Regions from separate parts of the Mus musculus genome. Here regions 1, 2 and 4 are each linked to region 3. A link is a contact called in public Hi-C and HiChIP or PLAC-seq data. All regions are on one chromosome and are shown on one strand. The core of a region is the stretch at or near the end of the contact, and the rest is flanking DNA. Distances in the headings are between cores, read along the strand shown. Region 1 has its middle 260 kb from the start of Gm39905. Region 2 has its middle 81 kb from the start of Gm23749. Region 3 holds the start of Bdnf (brain derived neurotrophic factor). Region 4 has its middle 230 kb from the start of Gm13912.

Region 1 (3,241 bases), core at 37-2,536, 1.1 Mb before region 3:
TTTCTGAGAGTCCTAGTGTACTCAAAATCAATTCCTAATCAGAATCCTCTATTGCTACTCCAACCCCAACTCTCGACATTGAGATGTTCCCTGTATGGTTATGCCTCAGAACATTTTTATGAGCTACGATTTGGTAATATGTTTGTGCCCGATCTCAGAGTCCTCTGTTGGTAGCATGGAGAAAATATGGTGGAGGAAATAATCCTCAGCACAGCTGCTGCTTGCTGGACTCACTGCTCCTTGGCTGTAACTCACTATTTACCTGCCTTAGCTCAGCAGCTGAACTGTCAACTCCTATTTCTTTGCCATGCATATTTATTGTGGTTGTTGCTAAGGTTGTAGATTTGTTCTTTTGTTTCAGTTCTGGAAAGTGGTACATCAACAATCAAGTGCACACAGGAGAACAGCAGGACTTTCCTCAGAAAGACAGAGCACTTGTATTTTCTACCCCCTTAATAAAATAAAAGCTGATTAAAACCCCAGACATTACAGACACTAGAGAAATGATCATGTAACCACAGCCCAGCCACACCTAGGGAAATGACATGGCTACATTTTGATGTTTACTCTGTTTTGATAACCACAAGAAAGTAAAAGTAAATAGCTAAAGTTATAATGAGACTTGATTTTACCCATTTAATATGAAAGACAAGGTAAAATTCTCCCTTTTCCCTGCCCAGCTACATTGAGAATGGTCAGACCTACAGACTATACTTTGTAATCAATTAAAGAATGTCATAAAATTCTGAAATATAGTAATAGTTTGTAGACTTTTTTCATCTAAAATCCAATTAATCAGTAAAATCTTATTATATATAAAATTTCTATTAATGTACATTTTGCAAACCTTACACTCCTAAGGAGTTAATAGAGGAGACTCCATATTAGCTGCCAGGAGGAGGTAGGAGGACATACTGGACTGGAAACTCACTGTGTAGTTCCTTTATACCAGCATCACTTGGGGCCAGCCCGGGGTTATATATCATTCTTCCTGTGTGTTTACATTAAGAGTCCATTTATAAAGAAACATCCTTTGATCCCCCTGTCTTTATTAATGAAAAAATGCCGCATTAAGACATTTCTTCTTGCTTTCCCTTCCTGTTTCATTTGGGCTCTATGTGTAATCTATAAAGCAGTCTGAACAGAATGGCACAAGCCGTCAAAATATTTACATATTTCCCTGTAAAATATTTCATAGAAAGATTTAACAGGCATAAGTAAGCTATGACAAGCATGTTCACTTATCTGAAGAAAAATACTTTGAGCTGATTTCCTGGCACAGAAAGGAAAGCTAGTGAAGTGACATCTCCCCTTGTGGAATGTGGTGATTAAACCAGGGAGGCTCTCTTTACCTTCCCCAGGAAGGGCAGTATGACATGGGGGAAGGGAAGCAGCTTTCAGTAGAAGTTAGCGCATCAGACTTTGCCATTGTCTCCCACTAATACTGGTATGTGAAGGCTTAACAATGAAGGTCAAGCAAGCACAGACTTAGAAGAGTATGCAAAATAAAAGCAAAACAAGAGTGTGCTTGAATGTAAGTACTCATATGAAGCAGTTCAAACAACACTGGAAAAAACCATAAGGATTAAATACTAAGGTGGATATTTTGTGCTGAAAAATAAGGGGAGGGTGGTTCTTTAAACCAGATTTTAGAAAATCATGTATCTGTAGATCAAACACATCTTTTCCCATTGTCAGAGGAGAGACAAATCTTAGGCAGGTCCTTCTCCAGCCATTGGACAAAGGGGAAACTGTAACACAGGAATTGATATGTGGCCAAGCTACGCAGTTCTATTTTGCTTCATAAATGAACAAGCTCTAACTCGTAAACTATGAGGTTCCTGTGATGAGGGAGCAGACATTTCACATTGGAAAGCACTAATCTGAGGGGTGAAAACGGAATCCCGGGCACTCAGACCACATTCCAGCCTAAATCCCTATATCATCATGTTGTCCGAAGCTTAACCTTTATCTCCCAGTCTTTCTTACTGGGAAACTAAAAATCAAATCCCTTTCCATAATAACAAGTTTGGAATGAGTTAAAGGTTGATAGCCTAAGAAACTACTATGGTTTGAACTAGAATAGTAACATAAAATGTTAATTCTATATCTAGTTCCTGTTAAGAAAAACAAAAACAAACAAACACAAAACCAGCAAGCTAGTATAACCTCACTGTCCAGACTAATGTAATCTACTGTTTATTGGTACGAGGCCTTCTTTTTAGCAGTCAGACTAACTCTACCTTAATTGTTCATCTTAGAAACAACATAGGAAATGGGTTCATAAATTCTACTTTAGAAAACGATTCAAGCTAAGATAACTCATTCATATTTTCTTGTACTGCTGTCTACTTACTCATTTGCATGGAATGATACACCAATCTGAGTCAGTTCTTAGAAGACATGATTCTGGCTGTTCAGCAACTATGACCTTATTCTCTATCAGGAAAACATGTTAATGGTCAGGAAAATTATGGCCTCTGTCTTCATTCAACAGCTTTACCTGAAAAATTTGATAATCTACTCAGTCTAAAATGATGGCAGAAATGTGGTATTGTAAAAATGTGTGCTCAGTTTAATAGATTTAGCAATATATATTTACTTAAAACAAATGAAATTGACACTATTTTAGAAATTTAAACATAATCTATCCCTAATTTTACAGAAGGTCAATGTAATATTAGTTTTAATAAAATGGAAAATATAAAAGCAATGTTAACTTTCTATTTTGCTAGGAAATAATAGTATTTGGCTAGATTAGAATACAAAAGAGGTTTTGGAAGACACATAAACTCTTCATCTGAACAAGGTAACTTAGTATCTTGTTAAAAAAATAGAAAAATATATCCCAAAACAATAAAAACAATTACTACATCATCTTGAAAGAGTGACTATGGGTGTAAGTTTAAATTAGACAGGACAGGGTCTAAGCCCAACTTGAGCAATTTATAGCTGCTACTTAATGCTTTGAGCTTCTTTCTTTATCATTAAACAAAGACTAAAAACCAAATATATGAGTCTCCATTGAATATTAAGTAAGTAGATAAATATAAAGTTACTACTAAATGTTGTGAGACACACAAGTATAATCTAGCTATGTGACAGATAGCTAAAGAAAAAGATAAGTGTTATTTACTCATCTATTTCATGGCTATGTACTAAACTTTCTAACTTTATGGATCCCTAGATTTACTTGGGACATTTCCCTGAACTGTCCTTTCTGACAGCAAGCTCACTTACT
Region 2 (3,487 bases), core at 107-2,606, 1.5 Mb before region 3:
TCCAAATGGTGACAGAATCTAAATTTTAAATGCCAGGCTAATGGTAACTTATTCCCTAGAATAATGTTCTATCACAGTACTTTCTTGTTCACATCAAAAAGAAAAAAGATTATAGAATTTAGAATTTTCTCATTCACCTCCTAGAAACTGCTGGAATTGACAGATTTATATTTACAGATTTTTACAGAACTGCTAAATAGACACTTCAGCCTCTGAGCCTCGCCCCAATACTTAAGTCAGGGAGTAGTCCAGAGTCAATAATGAGGCAAGATACATCTACATGGCTTCCTGTGTAACAGGAAGTAGAAATACTTCTTTTTTAACAGGAAGTAGGAATAGAGTAACACAGTATATGTTTTCCACTGCTACTCGTTCATATAAGAGTTGTGTGTTTAGCCTTAAAGGGGATCTCTTTAAGGCTAAACACACAAATGATCTCTTACTGATCTCTTTGGAGGATTACCAGGAGCACTTCGTTGCTTACTGCACTATACTCAATATTCCATGGCACCTTTGCCTCCTTTGTATACATTCAGATGCATGTGTAAATGGACAAAGGGAAAAGGCTGGAGAATTTCCTCAAATCTCCATAGAGAAAAATATTAAGGAGGCATTTACTTTCCTTATAGACTGGAAGAGGCAAGGAATGAAAATATTATTGAATCATAAAATTTCTAGTCAGAAGGGGAGGTTTGAAGAGAGGTATTTTTTATCCATTCCTAGAATGTTCTTTTTAGAAAACTCTCTGTGGGTTTATCGAAGAAGTCATTGACTGGAAACAAAAACAAACAAACAAACAAACAAAACAAAAACCTCTCAGTCACTAAACAGAAAGTCACTTCAATAAATATTAAAGGTAAATTTTGTAAAATATCATTGTCACAGGTTTATGCCATAATAATATTTATTTACGATGTATTTTATTATAGATTTTTCTCTTCATATCTATGATTTTTATTCTCTGTGAGATGTTTTTGGAATCACAATGAAATATCATTATTACACTCTAATTATATTATTGCGAGGAATACCAAGCTCCTCAATGCTGTCTCGGCTGCTGCCTGTATTTCTAGTAGCCTGAAGTCCATAAGAACATCTGGAAAAAAATCCTTTCCAGGCTGAAACATACCACGAAAATAGCAAAGAGAATCTACTTCAGCATCCAAACCAAAAAGCAAAAACAAAAACAAAAACAAACAAAAAAAAATGAAGAAATTCACTTTATGTGCTATTTTAAGGAAGGCAAAGTGGCTTTTCCTACTTATCAAATTATCTTATAGAGTAATTGACTCATGGTTTGTTTCTTTTGGGGAAATAGGTATTCTACACTTACAAATGCACTGGTGACTGTTCTCAGTGGCATCTAGCTTAAACATGTACATGATTTGTAAGGCATGAATTTCCTACGCTGGATACTGTAGTGTGGTAAATTGGTAAAGGCCTATTGAAATTACTGAGACTGTCACATGAAGAAATGCACGAAATGCTTTGCTGCTTACAAATTTAATGAGGCTGAAATCTAAAGAATGCAAATATTTCCACTACAAAAACAAAAAGAGTTTGGAGTGGGATCTGGGTTCATTGCATACCTAAGATCCCAAGACCCAAACAACATTTTTCGTTCACATGATCACATTGAGTGAGAATGAGTCGGTGTTCATTATGTCTTTGTTTAAAAGACATCAAAAGCATGCTGACAGTCTTACTATCCCATCACACTTGCTGTCATCTCTGTAGACATAATAACCTCTACATTCAGGAAGCCTGAAACATCTTATAAATTTTTGGTACCTCCCATGGAATGTGGACTGTGTAGTTACTTGGCCCTGAATGTGTAAACTATGAATTAAGTGTCACTTGAATGGAAAAATTATTTGAAGGAAATACAATGTGATTCACTTCTAATGAATGCTTTCATAAGTCTCTGAAAATGTCGTTCTCATGGAAATAGGTCAAGAAATGATTCCATCCTTTGATATTTTATCTAACAATTTTTAAAGTCAAATAATTCACCAAAGCTAACAAGTGTCCTTTTATTAACAAGTAGCACACACAAAATATTCTTGTGCTCAGTTACAAAAAGCTAAGTGAAATTAATTTTCTCTAACCCATCAAATATATGAAGTACAATGAGAACTCTTTAATAGATATGAAGACATAAACACAATGTTTTCCAACTCAACCTGCTTCAAGCAGCTAGCACAGTTCTTACCTCCTTTACAGCATGACAACTAATAGTTACTCATATAAATGGTTACATCCTCATTTGTTGTATTCTGGTTTGAGGTCATAGTAGAATTTAATAAATACCAATTGGTAAAGTCAATAAAAAAAAAAGAGAGGTCTCCTGCATTTCCATTAATCCTAGTATTCAAGACTCAAATCTTTGCTCCCTGATGATGGTTATGTAGTTACTATTATGGGAAGGTATTTTTATTGCCAGAAAGTCTGAACAATTGGAGGGAATGAGAAATAGCACCCAAATAACAAAGAGTCAGTAGAAAACATTTAACAAAGAATTATGTCATCAGACTAGTTTAGGAAAGAAAACAAATTGTGATGACTTAGAAAACAGAATCACATCTAGGGCATTTGGAGTTTTAAGTCTTAGGTCTGAGGTAATGAGCTTAACATAGCTACTGACGAGAGAAATATCAACACGTGAATATAAGATAATGACATAGAACCAGTGACCCCTCATATTTCTGTCTGATTAAATGGAGAGAGGCAGTCGTCAGGATTAACAGGAATAACATTTGGAATGCTGGGTAGAGTGTGTTCTTTGAGGTTTAAATGGAATATTCTGAAGGATTTATGTAAAGTTCATTACATGTTCTATTGCAGTTACTTCTGATATTTCTGTTTGGTTTCTTTTCAAATGATCTGCCTATGGAGAAAGTGAAGTATTAGAATCACCTACTGCTAACTGAGCAGGTGTTAACCTATTCCTTTAAACCTAATGATAGGCTAATTTGCCTAATTTGATGGGAGTGATTTAGCATGCATATGTCTAGGATTGTAGTAACGTTTTGCTTATTTTTTCTATTACTAGAAGAAGCTATGCTACATCCCTTCTGATTTGTTTTACTTTGAAATCTATTTTGGCAAAAATATTAGAATATTGGCATCAGTTTGCTTCTTTGCTCCATTTACTTGGGATATATTCTTCATCTTTACACTTTGAGGTGGTTGCTGTCTTTAAAGGCATGTATGGTGATATGATGAATTTATTTTAGACAAAACACAAATCTTGTTTTTTTCTTTTATGAAGCTAAGATATTAGTATTTTTATTCTTTTCTAATATATTGCATCAAGACTGCAGTTTCCATTCCCTCCTGTCACCACAATTTCCACTACAACTTCCCTATGCCCCAGACTCACTTCTACTCTCCCTTCCCACAGAAAAAAATTAGGCCTCACAGGAACATCTACCTAGGACTACATAACAAGCCACAATCAGATGAGGCACACACCATCACATCAACG
Region 3 (3,103 bases), core at 131-2,630:
TTGATGTGTTGTTGCTGCCTAGATAATGACAGGCTTGGCTTCTGTGTGCGTGAATTTGCTAGGACTGGAAGTGAAAACATCTACAAAGCATGCAATGCCCTGGAACGGAATTCTTCTAATAAAAGATGTATCATTTTAAATGCGCGGAATTCTGATTCTGGTAATTCGTGCACTAGAGTGTCTATTTCGAGGCAGAGGAGGTATCATATGACAGCTCACGTCAAGGCAGCGTGGAGCCCTCTCGTGGACTCCCACCCACTTTCCCATTCACCGAGGAGAGGACTGCTCTCGCTGCCGCTCCCCCCACCCACCCCCGGCGAGCTAGCATGAAATCTCCCAGCCTCTGCCTAGATCAAATGGAGCTTCTCGCTGAAGGCGTGCGAGTATTACCTCCGCCATGCAATTTCCACTATCAATAATTTAACTTCTTTGCTGCAGAACAGGAGTACATATCGGCCACCAAAGACTCGCCCCCTCCCCCTTTTAACTGAAGAGAAGGGGAAATATATAGTAAGAGTCTAGAACCTTGGGGACCGGTCTTCCCCAGAGCAGCTGCCTTGATGTTTACTTTGACAAGTAGTGACTGAAAAAGGTGGGTTTCTTTTCTTTCTCTTTCCTCACCCCCCCCCCCGCCCCCGTTTGGTCTGCTGGGAAGCATATGGCTTTAGTGAGGTCTGTTATTGCCTAGGCTTCCCGGCTAGAAGCAGTAACTTGGTGTAATGCTATCCGGGGTTATTCATTAATAAAAAATACTGTTATTATCTTGATTGAATTCTATTAGGCACACTCCGGAGAGGTCAGGGCGCAAACTCTGGTTAAGCCGATGTGTTTAAGGTAGCGGAGTAAACCATAACCCCGCACACTCTGTGTAGTTTCATTGTGTGTTCGCTTTTTCTAGCTTTGTGGTGCGGGAAGGTGCGGGAAGGTGTGTCTGGGGCCGGGGCCTGGGGGTGGGGGTGGATGCACGCCCTCTCCCACAGAACTTGGGTGCTGGGATGGAAAAGATGGGGAGAGTTGCAAACCAGGGGAGAAAGATTTGAACGTGTGAGACTCACACTCGCTTCCTCCTACTCTAGAGCACATTGCGGGGAGTAGGGTGCCTAGGAACCGGGATTCGACCACCCCTCCTAGCAAAGGGCACCCTGCGGAGACCGCAGAGGGCAGGCACAGAGCTTTGGGTTTAAGCAGCGAGCTCCGGGGAAATGGAGAGAAGCCAGTGCAAGGCGATCAGGGATACCCCGAGGGCTTCCGAGGGCTTCCGAGGGCTTCCGAGGGCTGAGCCCCCGCAAGGAAAAGGCGCGTCGTCCCCTTTAAGCAGCCACCCCAATGGGTATCGGTGGCGCGGCGGAGCAGGGAGGGGATAGGGGCGGCGCTGTCTGACCAATCGAAGCTCAACCGAAGAGCTAAATAATGTCTGACCCCAGTGCCTGGCTCTGGCTGAGCTCTGGGTGCCCGTCGCTGCTGCCGTGCCGGGGCGCACCCGCTGGCTGGCTGTCGCACGGTTCCCAGTGCGCCCGGGACTCCCGGGCTTGGAGAAGGAAACCGCCTGGGGCGGCGCGCCACCTCCGCCTGGGAGGCTTTGATGAGACCCGGTTCCTTCAACTGCCACCACTGCCTTGGGGCAGACGAGAAAGCGCACGGGGCCCAGGGCAGGGCGCAGGGACCAGAAGCGTGACAACAATGTGACTCCACTGCCGGGGATCCGAGAGCTTTGTGTGGACCCTGAGGTAGGCGACTGCGGGGCGTGGGGCTAAGTGCGAGAGCCAGAGGCGCGTGCGCCCGGGAAAGTTGGCTAGGGGACTGAGAAGTTGTGGGACTGCAGAACTCCGGCTTCACCTTCGTCCCGGGACAGCGGAGGGGCGGGCTTGCTCCTGGGGAGCGTTCTCCCGGGATCCCACGACTCTGAGGGACAGTGCGACCCCAGGAATCCCTTCAGTGTGAGAGAAAAAGCCAAGGGAAGAGGACGACTTGCGCCATGGGAGCTAAGCCTGCGTCCCGGGGATCCCCGAAGTCCTCCCGCAGACGAGGAAGGGTGGTGAGAGAGATATAGAGCGACAGCTGTTGGGGGCTCAGACGGATGGCACCGGGACAGGGCTGGGATGAGAGCCCTTACCACCGGCTTAGGCACTCTCCACGCAAATTTGGACCGGGGTGGTGTGTAGTCCGAGAATGGGTCTTGGCGCCTTCTGTCCTCATCTCTTTTCCTGGGTATCACAACAGGCTGTTCACTGTCACCTGCTCTCTAGGGAGTACTACCAAAGCTTACTTACAGGTCCAAGGTCAACGTTTAACTAGGAAAACTTGGGACCCTTCTTATCGCTGGGGCCTGAAAGGGTCTGCGGAACTCCAGGACAGCCTGTATCCGACCCTCTGTCCATCCTGCGCACCTCCCTTTGGGCATCCTCCTGAGGAAGTGAAAGTTTTGACTTTCATCCGGGAGTAGGTTGGGTGTTTATGGAGGATGAAGAGGCTAGTTTTGATTTCCAGGGATGCTGAAACAGGAAGAGCAATGGATAAGCGACCTAAGCGTAGAAAGAAATAGCTGAAGATGGGGGCTTTGTGCTTGATGACAAGGAAGAAGGGGAAATTGCTGCCGGGGGTGGGGGGGGGGTGGTGTTGTTCCCCCCGGGGCTGCTGAGGGCGGTGAGCCACAGGCTGTGAGTTTGAGTTTGAACTGGTGTTTTAGTGAAAACAATTCGTGAGTTGGGGGTGGAGCCTGGGCTAGGAAACTGGGGATGGGGACTTGGGGATGGGGGGAGCCGGAGGGAGAGAGGGAGGATCCAAGGAGGAGGGAGGGGAGGGCCAGGAGAGCTGAGCTAGGAAGGTAGAGGGTGCCCTCTTCTGGCCACACTGGCAAGAGTAGCTGCTGGGGCTCGTCGAATGGGGGCGGGGAAGTGTTTTAGGGGCAGTTTTGCTGGTCGTTATGGGGGTTGCGAGTAGAAACTTGTTGAGTGGCGTTTTGAAACAGCTTCCTGAAGATGTGCGGCTCGGTTCGGAATTTTGGCTTGTTGCATTTCTTTCCTTGAGTTGCCGGGGTGCTTTGAGATACCATTGACTAAGTGCTAGGATTTTCTTGATCTTACTTGAGGGTCTTCCCGGCATC
Region 4 (3,199 bases), core at 4-2,503, 1.2 Mb before region 3:
AAAGGAAAGAGTGTTACAAGAGGAAATATAGAAATGTAAGAGAAGGTCATTAAAGATGAACATGAAAGAAAATCATTGTATACATTTATACAACTGTAAAAGATATTTTTGTTTAAAAAAATAAAAAAGAATAATGAAAATGTGTTTTCCCATATATATATATATATATATATATACATATATATATACATATATATATACATATATATATGTATATATGTGTGTGTGTGTGTGTGTGTGTGTGTAATTTAATGACAAATAACATCTAAAAATACTAGGTAAATAAGAAAGGCACACTTTTATTATAGAAAGCATACTTTGAGATCTTATGCTAACTGGCATTTTAAATCTGCAAGATCTATAGTATAGCCTAGAATTATCCTTATTTCCAGCATTAATATTCAATAAATATACACTGCAACAAGATTGGTAGGAGTTCAACAAGAGAATGCTTAGGGGATCAAGGCAGAAGACTTAGAGAAGCAAGCTAATGAATTCTGGCCTTTCTTCTTTGTAGGATTCAGAAAAACAAATCAAGAAGGGGAGCCAATGTTTGCCTGTGTAAATTGACTCATTATAGTGTGTATTCAAAACATAACATTGGTCAACTGGGAGCCATTCTCATTGTAAAGCTTCCTAGCCAGAGGACAGCTGAGAGAACTTTGCCAATATGCCCACTGTTCAAAAGATTATAAGCCAACATTTTACATGTGGGTGGGACAATGTGCTTTGGAGAATATAAACAGGAAGCTAAGCCTGGAGGCCTGGCTGAGCAGCATTTTTTTCTTATGCCTCTGTGTTTCAAGCTATTTCGCTTCTACATTTATGTCATATTAACCTAATAAATAAGTACAATGTGGGATATGAGATTTTTCTAGTTCTGGAGCTAAAACACACTCTATAGAAATCCATCACTTTAACATTTATTATTTTTTTCTGTTGTACCACTGGGTTGTCAATAAAAGCAGAACAAATGAATGTTAGCCTTTGATATTTTACCACACTATAAGAATGATCCAATTTGTAAGGTGAAGGCAATCATTTTGGGTTTCAAGAACACTTTAAGGCTAAGGGACCAGTAAAGATGCCCGAGTTCCTTAAAACAAAGATGTAGCATGCTCTGCTCACATTTCAAACAAAACTTGGAAAATTAAATTGATTTAAAGAGGAATTTTTCTCCCCAGGAGAATCTATTTGCACAGCATCTAGTTTCATTGCTCTTATACTCCATGAGTCATCAGGAAGTAACAAGAAGTCACACAAGAACACAGAGTCCTCCTGGGGCTTTGAAACAAATGGATCTGAAACTGCACAGTTGATCCTACCCAGAGGATGATGTATACAGACATTCAGCATAAGGAGAGTTGGATGAGTGCAATTAAATGTAAGCATTGCACCTGTGGAATCTGGAACACAATGTTTTACTGTGAATGATGAGGCTAGTGTGGGTGGTTTTCATTAATTCAGAACCTTGCTATCTTCCTTCTTTGTCATGTGGCAAATGTTAGTACATTAACTCAACTTGTAGGTAATGGGATGGAGAAATCACAAACAATGTTTCAGTCCTTCACAAGTTTATTGAGAGCCTGATGTCAATCTTGATGGTAGCTGTGAGGACTATCTGTGTGGCTTCTTTAAGAAACATGTGTAACTATAAACATACAAGCAAGGGTCAAGGGCCTAGTAGAGGCCCATGAGGGTGAGATGATAACTGCAGGAAAAGAAAACAAAACAAAACAACAACAACAACAACAACAAAAAACAGGATTCCAAGCAAAGGAGGGACAAGCAGACTGATCTGGATGAAGCTCAGAGTAGATTCAGGAGTCAAGAAAAGTCTTCACCAACTGATAACATTATCCAGTAGAGGAGGGTCAAGTAGTTTGTCTGCCCCAGTAGGCATAATAGTAAATTGTTTAGGATAAGTTTCATCAGCAATCATTGAACAATGTTTTTATCATCAGATATTTAGAGAGCTATCATAATGTTTTAAGCAATAGAGAAAATATGAACAAATATTTTAGTCAGAAGATAAAGGCTTTCTTAATAGGACCCTGCTCACTCAGGAAGTAAGTCCAACAACTGGCATGTGAGGCCTCATAAAAATTTAAAAATTCTGTATTCCCAAAGAAACTGTTAATTAAATAAAGAGATAGACTATGGCAAGCTATATATCTGACAGAGAATTAATGTCTAGAATATACAAAGAACTCAAAAGCTAAACATCTATAAAACAACAACAGCAAAACAACAAATGAGCCAAGCAACAACAAAAACTGAACAGAGTTAACAAAACAAGAAATACAGACATCTAATAAATATTTTGAAAAGATTTCAACATCACCAATAATTATAGAAATGCAAATTAAACTGCTTTAAAATTGCATCTCATTGCAGTCAGAATGACTAGCATCAAGTCCTACCAAGGCTCTGGGAAAAGAGGCACGCTTTTCACTCTTGGTAAAGGTATAAACAGATACAACCACTGTGGAAATCAGTGTGGAGAATCTGCAACGAAGTAAAAATAGAACTGTCACTGACCTGCACCCTACTACAGAGATCCTAGCAGATTCTTATTCTCTGATTCTCTGTATAGTAGCTAGGAGTAGCACTTGCCTACATGTCTGTGAACCAATGGATGCATAATGAAGATGTGGTCCATTTACACATAGAATTTTATTGAGCTGTAAAGAAAAATGAAGTCATAAAAATTTGAATAAAAATTGATAGAACTTGAAAGGTTTGTGCCAAGAGAGGTAATTCAAACTCAGAAAGACAAACCTGTAATGTTCTCTCTTATTTCTGGTTCTTAGCTGTGAATTCTTAGACTACTATATTTAACTTGGCATGCCAGTAGAGACTAGGAAAGGAGAAACTGCCCATTAGGTTGACAGGTGGGGCAAACCCTGATAGGGGAAAAACAGTAAATCCAGGTGATATGAAAGTACTAGTGTAGGGCTGGGGTGGTTTCAGGAGCCTTGGAGATAGGAGCATTTGACTCTTGAGAATTTACATGGAAGAATAATAAACATTAAGAACACAAAGAAAATACATAGGTTACTACTTCATGAGCACATTTAACATTAAATTAAAAATAGTTTTAGGGATGTACATTGCATAGGTAGATGATAGGGCCCCCAGAATTCCAAAGTTATTAACCCAAAATCCTAACCCCAGGTATGAGATTTCTCTGTACTAG

The links. Hi-C and Micro-C count contacts between places; a contact is called where the count stands out from the background. HiChIP or PLAC-seq counts read pairs in DNA pulled down with a chosen protein or histone mark.
Region 1: an H3K27ac HiChIP or PLAC-seq map of embryonic fibroblasts shows a contact between it and region 3, with 12 times the contacts expected there. The contact joins the enhancer-like site here to the promoter of Bdnf in region 3. A contact is called at or near these places in 1 of 15 datasets of contacts at CTCF or cohesin (the NIH/3T3 cell line), 10 of 115 datasets of contacts at active chromatin or transcription factors (the NIH/3T3 cell line, cardiomyocytes, a colorectal cancer cell line and 6 more) and 1 of 9 other capture datasets (embryonic stem cells).
Region 2: an H3K27ac HiChIP or PLAC-seq map of a colorectal cancer cell line shows a contact between it and region 3, with 10 times the contacts expected there. The contact joins the enhancer-like site here to the promoter of Bdnf in region 3. A contact is called at or near these places in 1 of 15 datasets of contacts at CTCF or cohesin (the NIH/3T3 cell line), 2 of 484 Hi-C or Micro-C datasets (the C2C12 cell line and myocytes) and 8 of 115 datasets of contacts at active chromatin or transcription factors (the NIH/3T3 cell line, a colorectal cancer cell line, embryonic fibroblasts and 4 more).
Region 4: a contact with region 3 is called in a Hi-C map of pancreatic cancer cells, with 2.6 times the contacts expected there. The contact joins the enhancer-like site here to the promoter of Bdnf in region 3. A contact is called at or near these places in 6 of 39 promoter capture datasets (the 3T3-L1 cell line, 3T3-L1-derived adipocytes, the C10 cell line and 2 more), 1 of 484 Hi-C or Micro-C datasets (pancreatic cancer cells), 3 of 115 datasets of contacts at active chromatin or transcription factors (the NIH/3T3 cell line, embryonic forebrain and embryonic limb bud) and 2 of 9 other capture datasets (adipose tissue and embryonic stem cells).

The regions. Positions count from the first base shown.
Region 1 is chr2:108,621,630-108,624,870 of GRCm38.p6, forward strand. No RefSeq gene overlaps it. Among named protein-coding and RNA genes, the nearest start is that of Gm39905, 260 kb to the right of the region's middle. Within about 2 kb of position 1,287, at least 57 of the 459 cell types and tissues checked have an H3K27ac peak or open chromatin away from gene starts, as enhancers often do. A contact at or near this core is called in the NIH/3T3 cell line, a colorectal cancer cell line, craniofacial prominence and 2 more, where this site is marked.
Region 2 is chr2:108,159,430-108,162,916 of GRCm38.p6, forward strand. No RefSeq gene overlaps it. Among named protein-coding and RNA genes, the nearest start is that of Gm23749, 81 kb to the left of the region's middle. Within about 2 kb of position 1,357, at least 3 of the 459 cell types and tissues checked have an H3K27ac peak or open chromatin away from gene starts, as enhancers often do. A contact at or near this core is called in a colorectal cancer cell line, where this site is marked.
Region 3 is chr2:109,692,183-109,695,285 of GRCm38.p6, forward strand. It overlaps Bdnf (brain derived neurotrophic factor), which reads left to right and starts at 1,381. Exons shown (of 2, transcript NM_001048142.1): 1 at 1,381-1,727.
Region 4 is chr2:108,516,273-108,519,471 of GRCm38.p6, forward strand. It overlaps the pseudogene Gm13916. Among named protein-coding and RNA genes, the nearest start is that of Gm13912, 230 kb to the left of the region's middle. Within about 2 kb of position 1,254, at least 4 of the 459 cell types and tissues checked have an H3K27ac peak or open chromatin away from gene starts, as enhancers often do. A contact at or near this core is called in pancreatic cancer cells, where this site is marked.